Linked DNA regions of Zea mays: regions 1, 3 and 4 are each linked to region 2. The links are chromatin contacts, called in public Hi-C maps. All regions are on one chromosome and are shown on one strand. The core of a region is the stretch at or near the end of the contact, and the rest is flanking DNA. Distances in the headings are between cores, read along the strand shown. Region 1 holds the start of LOC100282535 (protein yippee-like). Region 2 holds the start of LOC100282719. Region 3 holds the start of LOC103643844 (chloride channel protein CLC-d). Region 4 holds the start of LOC100282158.

Evidence for each region. Hi-C and Micro-C count contacts between places; a contact is called where the count stands out from the background.
Region 1: a contact with region 2 is called in a Hi-C map of leaf, with 4 times the contacts expected there. The contact joins the promoter of LOC100282535 here to the promoter of LOC100282719 in region 2. A contact is called at or near these places in 3 of 25 Hi-C or Micro-C datasets (ear, leaf and tassel).
Region 3: a contact with region 2 is called in a Hi-C map of ear, with 1.8 times the contacts expected there. The contact joins the promoter of LOC103643844 here to the promoter of LOC100282719 in region 2. A contact is called at or near these places in 8 of 25 Hi-C or Micro-C datasets (ear, endosperm, leaf and 2 more).
Region 4: a contact with region 2 is called in a Hi-C map of tassel, with 2.4 times the contacts expected there. The contact joins the promoter of LOC100282158 here to the promoter of LOC100282719 in region 2. A contact is called at or near these places in 2 of 25 Hi-C or Micro-C datasets (leaf and tassel).

What each region holds. Positions count from the first base shown.
Region 1 is chr1:270,270,019-270,273,376 of Zm-B73-REFERENCE-NAM-5.0, reverse strand. LOC100282535 (protein yippee-like) reads right to left here and starts at 1,647. Exons shown (of 5, transcript NM_001365059.1): 1 at 1,389-1,647; 2 at 1,194-1,237. The coding sequence starts at 1,484.
Region 2 is chr1:270,083,466-270,086,756 of Zm-B73-REFERENCE-NAM-5.0, reverse strand. It overlaps LOC100282719, which reads right to left and starts at 1,648. Exons shown (of 7, transcript NM_001155626.1): 1 at 1,414-1,648; 2 at 284-609. The coding sequence starts at 566.
Region 3 is chr1:269,881,072-269,884,115 of Zm-B73-REFERENCE-NAM-5.0, reverse strand. It overlaps LOC103643844 (chloride channel protein CLC-d), which reads left to right and starts at 1,406. Exons shown (of 23, transcript XM_008667011.3): 1 at 1,406-1,749; 2 at 1,853-1,925. The coding sequence starts at 1,552.
Region 4 is chr1:269,852,964-269,855,887 of Zm-B73-REFERENCE-NAM-5.0, reverse strand. LOC100282158 reads left to right here and starts at 1,263. Exons shown (of 3, transcript NM_001155070.2): 1 at 1,263-1,523; 2 at 1,675-1,798. The coding sequence starts at 1,366. It overlaps LOC103643844 (chloride channel protein CLC-d), which reads left to right. Exons shown (of 23, transcript XM_008667011.3): 23 at 1-272. It also overlaps the pseudogene LOC111590659.

The sequences.
Region 1 (3,358 bases), core at 398-2,897, 190 kb before region 2:
ACTTGAGTAGCAGTGTTATTGTTTGGAACTAAACTACCTCTACCTGTCTAGAATTGGTATCTGACATGAACCGCAAGCATATGCATTGCATTGAGGTCCACTCAACAACACTTTAAATTACTTGCCGAGGAAGGGCAAAATGATATGGAATAATGTTGAACTATGGGGCAGTTGTTAAGACATAAGGTGCTGGAAGAAAAAAATCCAGCAACGCTAATAATAAGAACCCATGCCAACTACTACTATATCACCAGAAAGATTTCTCAGGGAAAAGGTAAGTCTGAAGATTGTGCCTCTAGCATATCCAGCGCACCCTAGAAAGAAAAGAATAACAGAAGAAAAAAATGCGGGTGTGGGGGAGGCCGAAACCACTGCATCATGCCCCTGTTTGTTTCAGCTTTTCGCAGCTTGTGGACATCAAAAGCTGCTGCGGACTGCCAAACACTTAGCTTTTCAGCCAGCTTCTATAAAATTCGTTTGGGTAAAAACCATTCAAAATCAACATAAACATATAATCGGTTGAGTCGTCGCAATAGTAGCAATCCGTCACTTTATAGATCCTGAGCCCCATTAACAACTTTATCTTTCTCCGCACGTAATTCTAATGATACTCAGATTCTCTACACAGCCAGATTCTCCCCACAGCTAGATTCTCGGAAAAGCTGGTCAGAAAAAAGCTGAACCAAATAGGCTCCATGTCTCGTGGATTCTTATCCATTTATTCCATATAGATGATTAAGACTTTGATATTTGTCTATTGGGTGGGCGGTATAACATATAGTTGTATACCCACGCAATGCAAACTATATACTGATAATTTAGTAGAGTTTATAATTTAAAATGAGGTCCTTTTGTATTCCTTATCCAAATAGTGGCTTTAGGGTCTCTTTCCCGAGTGGCCGAGTTTCTCCTGGTTAGAAAGGAATAGACAAGACTCCCACTGACGGAAAACTGCCGCACGCCACCGCTAATTGGTGTAGTATCTATCTATCTTGGCTTATTAAACATCAGATTAGCGCTACTATGAGCATAACTAACCGGCTGACAGATTCACAATGGCCGAAGCCAGACACATTCTGCTGAGGGCGCTGCATTTCCCCAAATTACACTCATCTATGAGCGCACCGCGCACGCAAACTAACCTTCGCTGAAATCGACGAGCAAAGTAAAGAGAAAGGCAAGAGGCCACTTACACCTTATGGAAGAGGTACGCCTTCCCGTGCCTGCAGTGGAAGGCCTGGAAGAAATCGAAACAACAAGAAAAGCAAGCGCTGTTGTCAGCCTCACCACACACATCCGCCGCGGGGACGGCGAAAATCAGCTGGGAATCTTCTTTCCTTCTTTCTTTTTTTTTGGCAGCGAGGAGACGCGGAAGGGTCGAGAGGAACCTTGGAGATGATGTCGCTGGCAACGCCGAGCTGGGTCCTGCAGTGCTTGCAGCTGTAGACGTTGCCGTCCAGGTGCATCAGGAACAGCCGCCCCATCGCCGCCTTCTCTCACACCTCCCGAACTCCACTCCAACCCAGTCCCTCTCGGCAATTCCAGCGCCGGGTGAGGGCCACTCTAATGTCCCGATTCCGCGGCTCGAAATCCCCTCCTCCGGCTTCCTCGAATCGGAGATTGGGAGACGAGAAATTTACTGGGAGTGGGAGCTGTTTAGTGTTTATTGCCTGTGGTTGGTTTGTGTGTGCCGCGGTGGTGGTGTGGTATGGGGACTGGGGTGACGGTTTCTATTCCCAGCAAGCGAGTGGGAAAACGGATGAGGCCACGAGGGCATATACAACCTAGATACAACTGCACCGTACTCCAAGTATAAGACACAACTAAAACACAACATAATACAGTGGTCATGTCTAAAACATGTGTCTTACCATATTCATTGTACCAATCAGAACATTCAATAAATTAAAGTGACCAATCAGATAGTCTCCTGTCTCGAATATAGAGCTAATACACTGTGTCTTCGTCAAGATACGTGTCTTGAGATTTTTTACATTCACCCCCCTAGACACACTCTAAGACACAACTTAAGACACCCACTGTACATGCCCTGAGGGGATGGCGGTGGGTCGGCGGGCAGTGGCGTATCTAAAGATTTAACTATAGTTATACCAGCTAAATTTATATGTATATTTGATCTAATTATTTCAATCAAACCATTTAATAATTCAATGATTCTTTCAAAATTTGAACATTATTTAATATGCATATATTAAATTACAATTGATATGCATACACGAAATTACACAATAAACCTTATATTCAAATATTAAGTTTTTTTAACAATAATAAATCTTAAATTCAAAATCAAGTTAAAATATTCTTAAACTATAATACCCATCTATCTCAAAATATAGTTTTTTCTAACATTTTTATGTCCACATTTGAATGAATGGCAATGAATATATGCATACATGCAGGCTCCATTCATAGGTAATTAATTAATGTATATTTAGTATGAAACAAATTATATTTTAGGATGAATAAAATATAAAATAGATGAAAAGGTATAACGATAGTTTATAAAATATAGTATAGACATGAAAAGAAGATTTGTCTAACTTTTTAGCTGGGACCTTAGCCTACACCCAACCGTTTATCATTCAGAGATATTTTACGAGACGTGTCTATTGAAAAATCTAAGCGGTCGAATATTGGATTGTCGATTTTATGATTATGTTGTCTATTCAACAGGCCATCTTAAGTAGGTATGTAATCGGATCGAATACGAACGGATATCACTGAAACCATATTTGTTTTCATATTTTTATTCGGATTCGAATTCGAATACGAATAGCTTCGGATACAAATACAAATACGGATGTTCTCGGATACAAATACGGATAGTTATGTGTCGAATACGGAACTAGTCGGACACGGATATTGTCGGTAACGAATTTTTTGTCGGATATCGTGTAAGACATCATTTCACACATATCATGGTTGTAATCATGTATCCACTCCTTGAGTCTATACATTTTTTTGTATTATATGTGTACATATGTCACCTTTTTTTGTAAAATTCATGAATTTTTAGCCTATGTGCGTGTTATTAATTTATTTTGCATAAAATCATCAAAATACAAATAAGTTACCAAAACTAATAAACATTCTATAATAATATACCTCAAGTCTCCACATGAAAATGATAAAGTGAACTTGGATACTTAGAATGATTTCACGTGTAATTCACACAACAAGTGAAAGTGATACGAAAGAAACACTATCATATTGTGGATTTTATGGTCCAAATATTTTGGAGGATTATATATGAATATATGGTATGCCTCCATAAATTTTCATGAATTTTTGAGGCTATTTGTGTATTATTATTTTTTTTTCTACAAAAAATCAACAA
Region 2 (3,291 bases), core at 399-2,898:
GCTATTCAGGATATGACCTTCTCCGGACACTCACAATACCATATAAGGAAACTGTTGTGCTACATCTAGTCCTTTAGTGGTGGAAGCATCTTTTATGCAAGAGTTTCCATTGGCAACTGTAAATATAGAAAGATCTTCGAACGAATTCAAAGCAAGATGCGGTACTGTATGCTAAAAGAAGCAAGAACGCTGACTATAGAGAAGAGGCACCACTACAACAACTTCCTGCAATAACAGCTCAGCCATCTCTTTATTAACATGAAAAAAGTTAGGAGCGCCATACCTTTTGGTTCCCCAGATCTCCGTGAATCCTCGCTGCTCTCGTCACTCGCGGCTCCTTTAGCCGCGCCGCCACCACCACTACCACCTGCCGGGCTGCTCGACAGGCTAATCCCCGTCCCGCTCCCGGGCGCCACCGCCACGACGGCTGGCGAGACTGCACCGAGCACAGCCCCGGAGCTCGTCCACCACGGCTGCACTGCCTGGCCGCCGGACGGCAGCGCGGCGCCGTGCCCTATGGGCTCCACCAGGTTCGTTCGGCCCGGCCGCGACTCCATGCTGCTCATACTAGCCGCCTTGCTGGCAGCGCCGCTCAGGCCGTGGCCGTCGCTGTTTCAGTGGCATCAGGAAGACGAGCGATGGAAAAGTCAAACCGAGATGAACAGTGGCAGTACGTCACAAACGAGGATCGACAATGAAAGCAGGATATGATCGGTGCAAAACAGGGTAGCGATCTTGACTTGATCGGCGACACGAAAAAACTCCACGACGCTCTGAATCCATGGCAGAACACATGCTCGCTAGTCGCGAATCATGGAGCGGAAGAACACAAACACTGGACATGAAACATCAGGGCCAATTCAACAATGGCAAGGTTTTTGCTGCGAGACTCGAGTTTCAGCTCTAGCTACCATTCAAAACCGCAGTCAGTAACAAAACGCAGATCAAAAGGGAAAACCAAACATCATGTGACACAGCCTGGAGCCCGGGACTGAAGATCACGGGAATTCTCCCTCCACTCGACCAACAAAACCAAGCTGCAGCCCGTAACGCAGAAATCAATCCTGCTCCCACCCCACAAGACAGGGCCATCAGTACGCTGCTCCGATGAACAGGATCCCATCTCCCGCCGATCCAACAAGCGGAAGAACTCGATTCCAGAGTCCCGAACCCACTACCACTACAAGCTCCCCGCAACGGCTCCCTCCGTCGAAATTGGGAGGCCGCCTTATCCGAACCGAACCCTGGCCTGGCCGCCGCCCAAAAATGGAAACAAGGTCACGGGGCGGCCGCCGCATCAAAGGCGAGGCAGGGGCCAACACCACCAAACCGCCAATCAGGAAGCAAGGGAATAAAAGGAAGCAAGCGAGGGCGAACGGGAGGAGAGGCTGAGACGCCGCTGCTGATACTGACCACTGGGCGCGAAGGAGCGGAGCCGGCGGCCAATAGGCGAGCGCGTCGTCTCCTTCCCTCGTTTCCTCACTCTGTCTCTCCCTCGCGCGCGCGCGCGTTTCCGGGTGTCGGGCGCGGGGAGGATCCCAGGAAGGCCGGCCAATCGCAGCACGCTCTGCGCAGAGGTCGTCGCCGTGGACGCGTAACCCTAGCGGCTAAAGACGGGATTGGGCAAGGATTATTGTAAGTGTCTCGGACAGGTGGAGGACGGGCAGGGATTGCAGTATTGTTTGTATAAATAAACTAGTGTCATGCCCGTGCGTTGCGACGGTACATCAATCATACTAGCTGGATGCCCGTGCGTTGCAACGGAAACATATCGTCAGTATAGGAAACGTGGTTCCTACCAATCTGGTATCAACGGTCTCGACGATCATGAGCTCTGCCGCTGCCCCCAGACAGCAGCCGCCGCCAGCATCAGGCAGCCCCCAGCAACATCCACCGCCCTGGTCGCAGCCCCTGCTTCGTCGGGAGCCATGATGCTTCACCGATAATCCCCCAAATACCCGAAATACACACAAGTTTGGAATATTATACTATAGAAAAGCCAAAGTGACCAATAATTAGGAACACAATGAGTAGATAATAACGTAAATAACAAAAATCACCTCCCATGGTGCAGGATAGATACAGTAGTTTTACATGTTATAGTAGTAAGAAAAATCTTTTTAAGAAATAAATGGAAACCAAAATAAAATTAACAATAGCATAATATTGTGTGAACTGCGACCACTTTAATGCTTAACACATGTATAAATTAGTGAATAGTGAACAGATCAATGTATTACGTTTTCCATATAAGATCATGTTCAAAATATCGAGTATCTGAAGGCTGGAGGGAGTATAAAATTAGTTTAGAAGTCTCACATTATGTGCATCTCTAAACATCGACTTTTGCATTTTCCATGTTGGAATCTGTTCGTGCATGGCTTCTGCCTGTCAACGGTAGGTGCTTCTAGCCGCGTGGTACAATTTCCAGTCTGATAGTTTCACCACGAACACAAACTCGAGATGACAGCAACACAACATATGACGTTCAAACTCAGAGGAATCACAAACCCCAGCCAAAAAGCAGAAAACATGATTAACAGTCGTCGATCGCCATCCCTTCAACACAACACCCCTGTCATCTCAGGACGTGGACTTGCGCCACTTGGCATTGGGCGTCGCCGTGGCGCTCTTCTTCCCCTTGGGCGGCGTCCGGTGCTCCATGCCGCTCTCCAAGTCGTCGACCTACGTCGGCGCCCATGCCGCCGCCGAACCAGAACGCGCTCCACTTGAAGAACCCGCCACCGCCGCCCCCGCTGCGTCGACGCCTCTCGGAGCCCAGCCTGTCCACCTAGGCCTGCAGCGCGTTGCACTGCACCTGCACCATAGAGCACACGTATGTTTCAGCGTCAGTCGGAGCACCACCGAAGTTGGTGTACATGTGCGGGCTCGAGAACTCAAGACAAGCCGACTGACGGACCTGGAGCCTGGCGACGTCGTCGCGGAGGCGGCGCACCTCCTGGTGCTGCGCGAGGACCTCGCGCTTGGAGGGGCAGCGACCGGGGAGCTCCAGCGCAGGGTTGGGGCTAGGGCTGGGGCTGCGCTGGCCGCTGAAGGAGGCGCTCAGCTCCGCGAGGCGGTTGAGCTTGCCGTGCTCCGAGAAGAGCACCTGCACCACGGCGCGCACCGACATGCGCTCGTTCTGCACGGCGTGCGCCGCGGCCTCCACCGTGAGCTTGCGCGCGTCGATCAGCCGCGCCAGCGACTTGCGCTCCTCCTTCGCAGTGCTTGGGTGTGCCTGCCGGAGATGGAGCCATGCCGAGTAATGGATCAGTGGACATTCGGACATTT
Region 3 (3,044 bases), core at 157-2,656, 200 kb after region 2:
TGATATAAATGGACATATAAGACACAAGCAATCTACAATCACAAGTTATACACACTTACACATAACTATAGATGTACAAAATAATAATTAAGCATGACATGAGTACATGACACATGAGAGTTCGGATAATTCGGGTACCCGGTTGTGATACCCCGAATTACCCGAAATAGATTCGGGTTTTGCAAGTTGCTACCTGAAATCACCGAATAAAATTTGGGTTTTGGGTATTTCAGGTTTAAGTTCGGGTTACGGGTTTTTTGCCCAGCCCTAGCCACGCCAGCCATGCTCCCTAGCCAGGCTATCAGCCTACCACTAGCCTCGACGATCGAGCGCCAATGGCTCATCTCTTATGTCCTACATATTTCAAACTATATACCCGTACGTTGCCACGAGGCACGGGAGTGTGAGGAGCGACGTCTAGACTACAAATATAATTTTTGTTTATATCTAAACACTAAAGTACGTGTGATCCAGTAGTTAGCCCTAAATTTTTAGAGCAGAGGGGTGTGAGTTCAAGTGCTACTATTTTTTGCGGGTGCTGGGCGTGGGGAGGTGAAGACTGGTACCACCAGTGCCCACATTAGACTATTAATATAGTAGTATAGATTTTATAAATAATACCTTCTACAATGCAAATATTTTACATGACTATATACACAACTTATTGGTTAGGTCATCTTCAACAGACCATATAAAGGGCCGTGTAGATTACATTTTTTGCAAAATAGAGTTTAAAATATGAAGTGAAATAGAGAGTGGAATAGAGAATCTGCTGAAGATAGTCTTATAGATTCAGGAGCTATTCAACAGACCATATAATATCATATTTTGTAATTATAATGATAATACCATAATTTTAGTTAGATACAACATAAACCGTGATATCTAGACAAAAACTAGTCATTTGCTATTTAAATACAACGTTATAAACCATGATATTTAGACAAAAGCTAGTTATATTGTGAAAATTTTGAGTTAAAGTGAAGTTTAAATACTTTAAAAATATCTTGGTATCTAAAGGTTTCTAAAACTTGGTTATCAGAAATACAATTAAAATTACGTGACTATAAAATATCATATTTTTTTTATAATTATAATTGTTTAGAAATTTTAAAAATACTCTATGGACCGTTAACCACACCATTTTTTTGTACTCTATCTGTCCTAAATTATAATTCGTTTGATTTTTTGTGTCAAGTATGATGGACTCGTCTTATTTATTTTTTTATGAAAAATATGAAAAATTCAAAGCCATATTTTAAATATATTATATGATAAACAGTATATAGTAAAAATTAATAATAAATATAAGTTTATTTTTGAACAATACAAGCCGATCAAATTTAGGTTAAAAAATTTAAACGAATTATAAAATTATAAATTGGAATGGTAAAATTAAAAAACAGAACCTAACCACGCCACAAATTCACGGGACCAACTTGACGAACTCTTGGTTCTCAAGCTTTCCCGGCCAGTCTCGCAGCAACCCTTTCCCTACCCCGATCGAGCGTGCGTCAAGGTCGGGATCCGGCGCCGCCGCATCCCGATCCGATGCTCTCCGGCGTCGACCACGACGTTCCCGACGGCATCGGGATGGCGCGGCTCGCGTGGACGCGCCTCCCCACCGCCGACGGGGAGGGGGCGGGCCCCTCCACTTCCGAGGCCGCGGACGACGAACTCTTATCGGGCGCTGCCATAGAGAGCCTCGACTACGAGGTCATCGAGAACTACGCGTACCGGGAGGAGCAGGTATCCGCCGCCCCAGCCCATCCGCTGCTATTGTCCTCGACTCGAGAGCGTGTGGTTTTGGTGTGCGGTCAGCTTAGTTTTTTGTGTTGCTGGGTCGGCGCAGGCGCAGCGGAGCAAGTTCTGGGTGCCCTACTACGTCATGCTCAAGTGGCTGTTCGCTCTGCTGATCGGCGTTGGTGAGCACTCTGTTTGATCCTTGTCATGTTATAGTTAGCCATTTGTCTGGACTCTGGTTCTATGAGCTTAGTGCAGCAATCTTAATCCAAGTAGCTGGAGCTTTATTTGACCGACACATTTCCTTAAATCTGTTTTCCCCAGAGCTGTTGTTTACTTGCTTGATTACACTTATGTATCACTGGGAACTGTTTATCTCGCTGATATAATAAATCACTTAAACTGCGAGCCTAATTACATGAAATGTAGTTCAGATGTGTCTCGTTCAACTGAGGCCCTGTTTGTTTTCTTTCAGGATTATATAACCCAGCTTATGGATTATATAAGCATCTATTGATCGCTTATGGATTATCATAATCTAGATTCTAGGTATCTAGATTACATAATCCATCTGATAATCTGTGTTGTTTGTTTACCTCTCAACTTATTTAAGTTGGATTATATAATCTAGAGGGTAAACGTACAAGGCCTGAGTTTCGGATTTTGGTTCTTTTTGTTACAACTAATGCTACATGTGACATATGTCAGTCAGATACAAAATATGCAACGCAACAAAAAAACCTACTATGGTATTTTTGAACTGAAAGTGCATAACACGGAAAAGCCATGGTAAAATTAGCTGTATAGAAGGATCAGATGTCCTCATGTTCTAGGCGGAATGGGATAAGGCGATGGGGCTGGATATAACACTAAAAATCATTTATATTGGCTAAAAAAATAAATCATGCAAATGCGTAGATAATGGTAATGTGAACTTCATTTGAATGCAATAATTACAATTTAAAGTAAAATTGACTTAAACAAGCGGTTATCTAATTAAGGAAATGATAGATCTTCGTCTCAGTGATCAATTCATCAATTTTTTGAGTTGCTTTCATCAACAATAAATCACACAGATAGCCTGCGCAGGCATGCAGCTCGTCTTGAGCACTCGCTTGGCCTCGCGCGCTAGCCTGCGCAACACAGTCCTGCCTGAAAGAACACCAGGTTGGGAAGCGTTTTTTACCTACCGTAGTAGACCGCCTGTATGTATTTATAGGAGATGGAATACCATCATCAGATTACAAAGGGGCTGGCGCCAGCAATCAATCAAATCAATCAAAACAGATTATGATTGATTG
Region 4 (2,924 bases), core at 14-2,513, 230 kb after region 2:
TTGGATTCTGCCGACTGTTGCGCATGGATGTTGGCGTTGCGCATCATTTTTTGCTCCGTCAGCAGTGGCTAGGGAGGCGATTCCCCGGTGCCGTGTGTTTAGATTAGGTGATTGTAACTTACAAAGGCGTCCATACATACACACCATCCATGTATCCCACGGTAAATTTCGAAGACTGTATGTATAAGTACATATTTGTTATACGATGGTAAAGACAAAAGCTATGTAGGATTTGCGTGCTCTCATGAAACTATGATACGTGGCTATAATTACTTCCGGTTCCCGCTGAAATCGCTAGAATTTTCCATTGACTACATTCCATCCCGGTATCTCGGTCGGATCCCATGTCTCGATCGTTTTTACGTGATTGGAAAACTGAAGCTGAAGCGGCCAGCCCCGATGCCAAGGCTAATGTGACTTTATTTTTCTTTAACAGACTGTTACAGAGATGTATAAGTTTCTTTGACATGGTAACTTTTTTAAGAGGAGAGAGAAATGGGTCATGATAGGGGTGTTTAGGATTGCCCTGGATTTCAGCTCTTGGAGCTGCAGTTCATAATATAAATTTATTAAATAGTTTTAATTTCTTATTTTAAATAATAAATAAAATAACTTATCTAAATATATTTTGAAGGTTTATAACTCTAGCCCCATAATTTGTTAAGCATCTACTAACCTGTGTCACCAAATTCAATATATTTTTTTTGGAGCTGAAACAGTCTCAAACACCCCTAACCCTCTTTGGCTGCACCATTGAGAAAATCAGGTTTACTCCAATTTCACCAGAAAAAAAGCCTGGTTACGCACAACCCTTCTCTTGTACATAAAGCATCAATTTTCATGGTTCTATAATCGTCATGCTTCTCTATATTTAAATGATAAATAACTAAAACTATATATAAATAAGAAATGAAATCATGGCTATTGGCTCTAACGCTATCTTCAACAGCTTATTGATCCACATACTCATATTTAAACTTCACTCTGCGAATAATAGAGATTATAATATAAAACAATATTTTGAGTAACCATATGAGTGAATAATAATGTTTTGAGTGACCATATAAGGGAATTGAATATTCAAACTTGTCTAGCCAACAATACATGCATCTTTTGTACTTTATATTTATAAATGAAAACCGAGGGCACCTTGCTAGTAGTAGTAGCAATTGGAGCAAAAGAAGGCCCAACCAGCACGTCACACTGCTGCGAAGGACACCAGGCCCGCCGAAAATTGTGTGAACGCCCCTTTCTTCTACCCCAAGACGAACTCGGTGAACTCTTTCCGGTTCGTTCCCCTACGCCCGTTTCTCTCTCGTCGCGCAACATCAGAGCACAAGCGAGGAACCCAGTCCAGTCCCGGGAATGGAGTGCGTATTGGGCGTGGTTGGCCGCGACTTCGCGCTGGTGGCGGCCGACACCTCCGCCGTGCAGAGTATTCTCGTCCACAAGACCGACGAGGACAAGGTGATGGTGCTCGACTCGCAAAAGCTGATGGGCGCTTCAGGGGAGCCTGGTGATCGGTAGGTTCTCTGCCCTCGCCGATCCGTTCGTTCAAAGGCCGGCCTATCGATTCCACGTTCGCTTTTTTTGGGTTTTTGTGTGTCGTGCGATCTGATCTCGATCTGCCTGGGTTTCTGGGGGTTCTGATTGGGGCCGTTTCTGTTGGCGCAGGGTGCAATTTACGGAGTTCATACAGAAGAACCTCCACCTGTACCAGTTCCGGAACACCATCCCGCTCTCAACCGCCGCCGCCGCCAACTTCACACGCGGCGAACTCGCCACAGCCCTTCGCAAGGTACTAATCCGAATTAATCTTGTTTCTCTCTTTGTGCGATTTGGGCGTTCCAAGGTTCCATTGGATGGATATTATTAAATGGCGTTCAATTTTTTTAGTCGAGAGTGATTACATACCAAGTTTAATCTGTGATTGGGGCTGATTTCATTAAGCAAGGGGCACGAAACTTGGGGCAAAAGACGTGTGTCCGAGTTTCTAATCTCTTTAGCCTTTTGGTTTAGTGGTTTGTGGATGAACTGGTTTATCCCTAGTCATTTACTGAGTTCTGTAATCATAAAACATCTTCTAATTTCAAACAAAACATCACATGGCAGCTCCTAATGAACTGGTGTGATTTATTGAATTGAATCTAGAATCTTGTAGGCTTGCTAAAGATTGTTTTTTAATGTCTGTAGTTTATAAGGCCATCACAGGGTAAATATCTCCACTCCTTTAAATCAGGAGTTTTGTGCGTCGTGCTTCATGCTTGAAGCACGTAGAGTAGATTTGTTTTCCCCCATGTCCTACCTAACAAACAGGCCATTAACTCCCAAATGAGAAGTGAGACCCAAGTCTAACATGACATGAAGCCACATGCTGTGCAGTGCCCAGGGATAGTACCAAGGAGAACGAATGACCAAACAAGCTATAAAAAAGGGGCAGATCTCCTTTTAAACTCATACTTTTCTCGACTTTTTGGCTAAGAGAAAATATAGTATCTACAGTTTAATATCTGGTATGTGGGTTATATGACCACTTTAATTTTAAGTTTATTTTTTGTGGGGAGGATCCACTTTAACTTCAAATTTTAAATTTATTTTTTATGAGGAGAGTTTATCACAGTGGCTTGTCACTGGACCCTTGGGTCGTACAACTGCTTGCACTATAGCATCAAATATAATTGGTATACCGTTGCAATGTAGTATGGTATTTACATATGAGAGTCTAAGAGCACCCCGAAGTCTGGACTGTCATAGGCCCTAGAGGCCTTAGGCTTTGCTCATTCTGTTGGACGACCGTTCGTCCCTAACTGTCCACGTGGCCCAGCAATTGGCGTGGCCCTGACGCGTTATTGGTGAAGCCGGTCATAACACCTTTACATTCCCCAGCAATTTTAGCAGTATGCCTTAGCGTGTTCATGGAGATC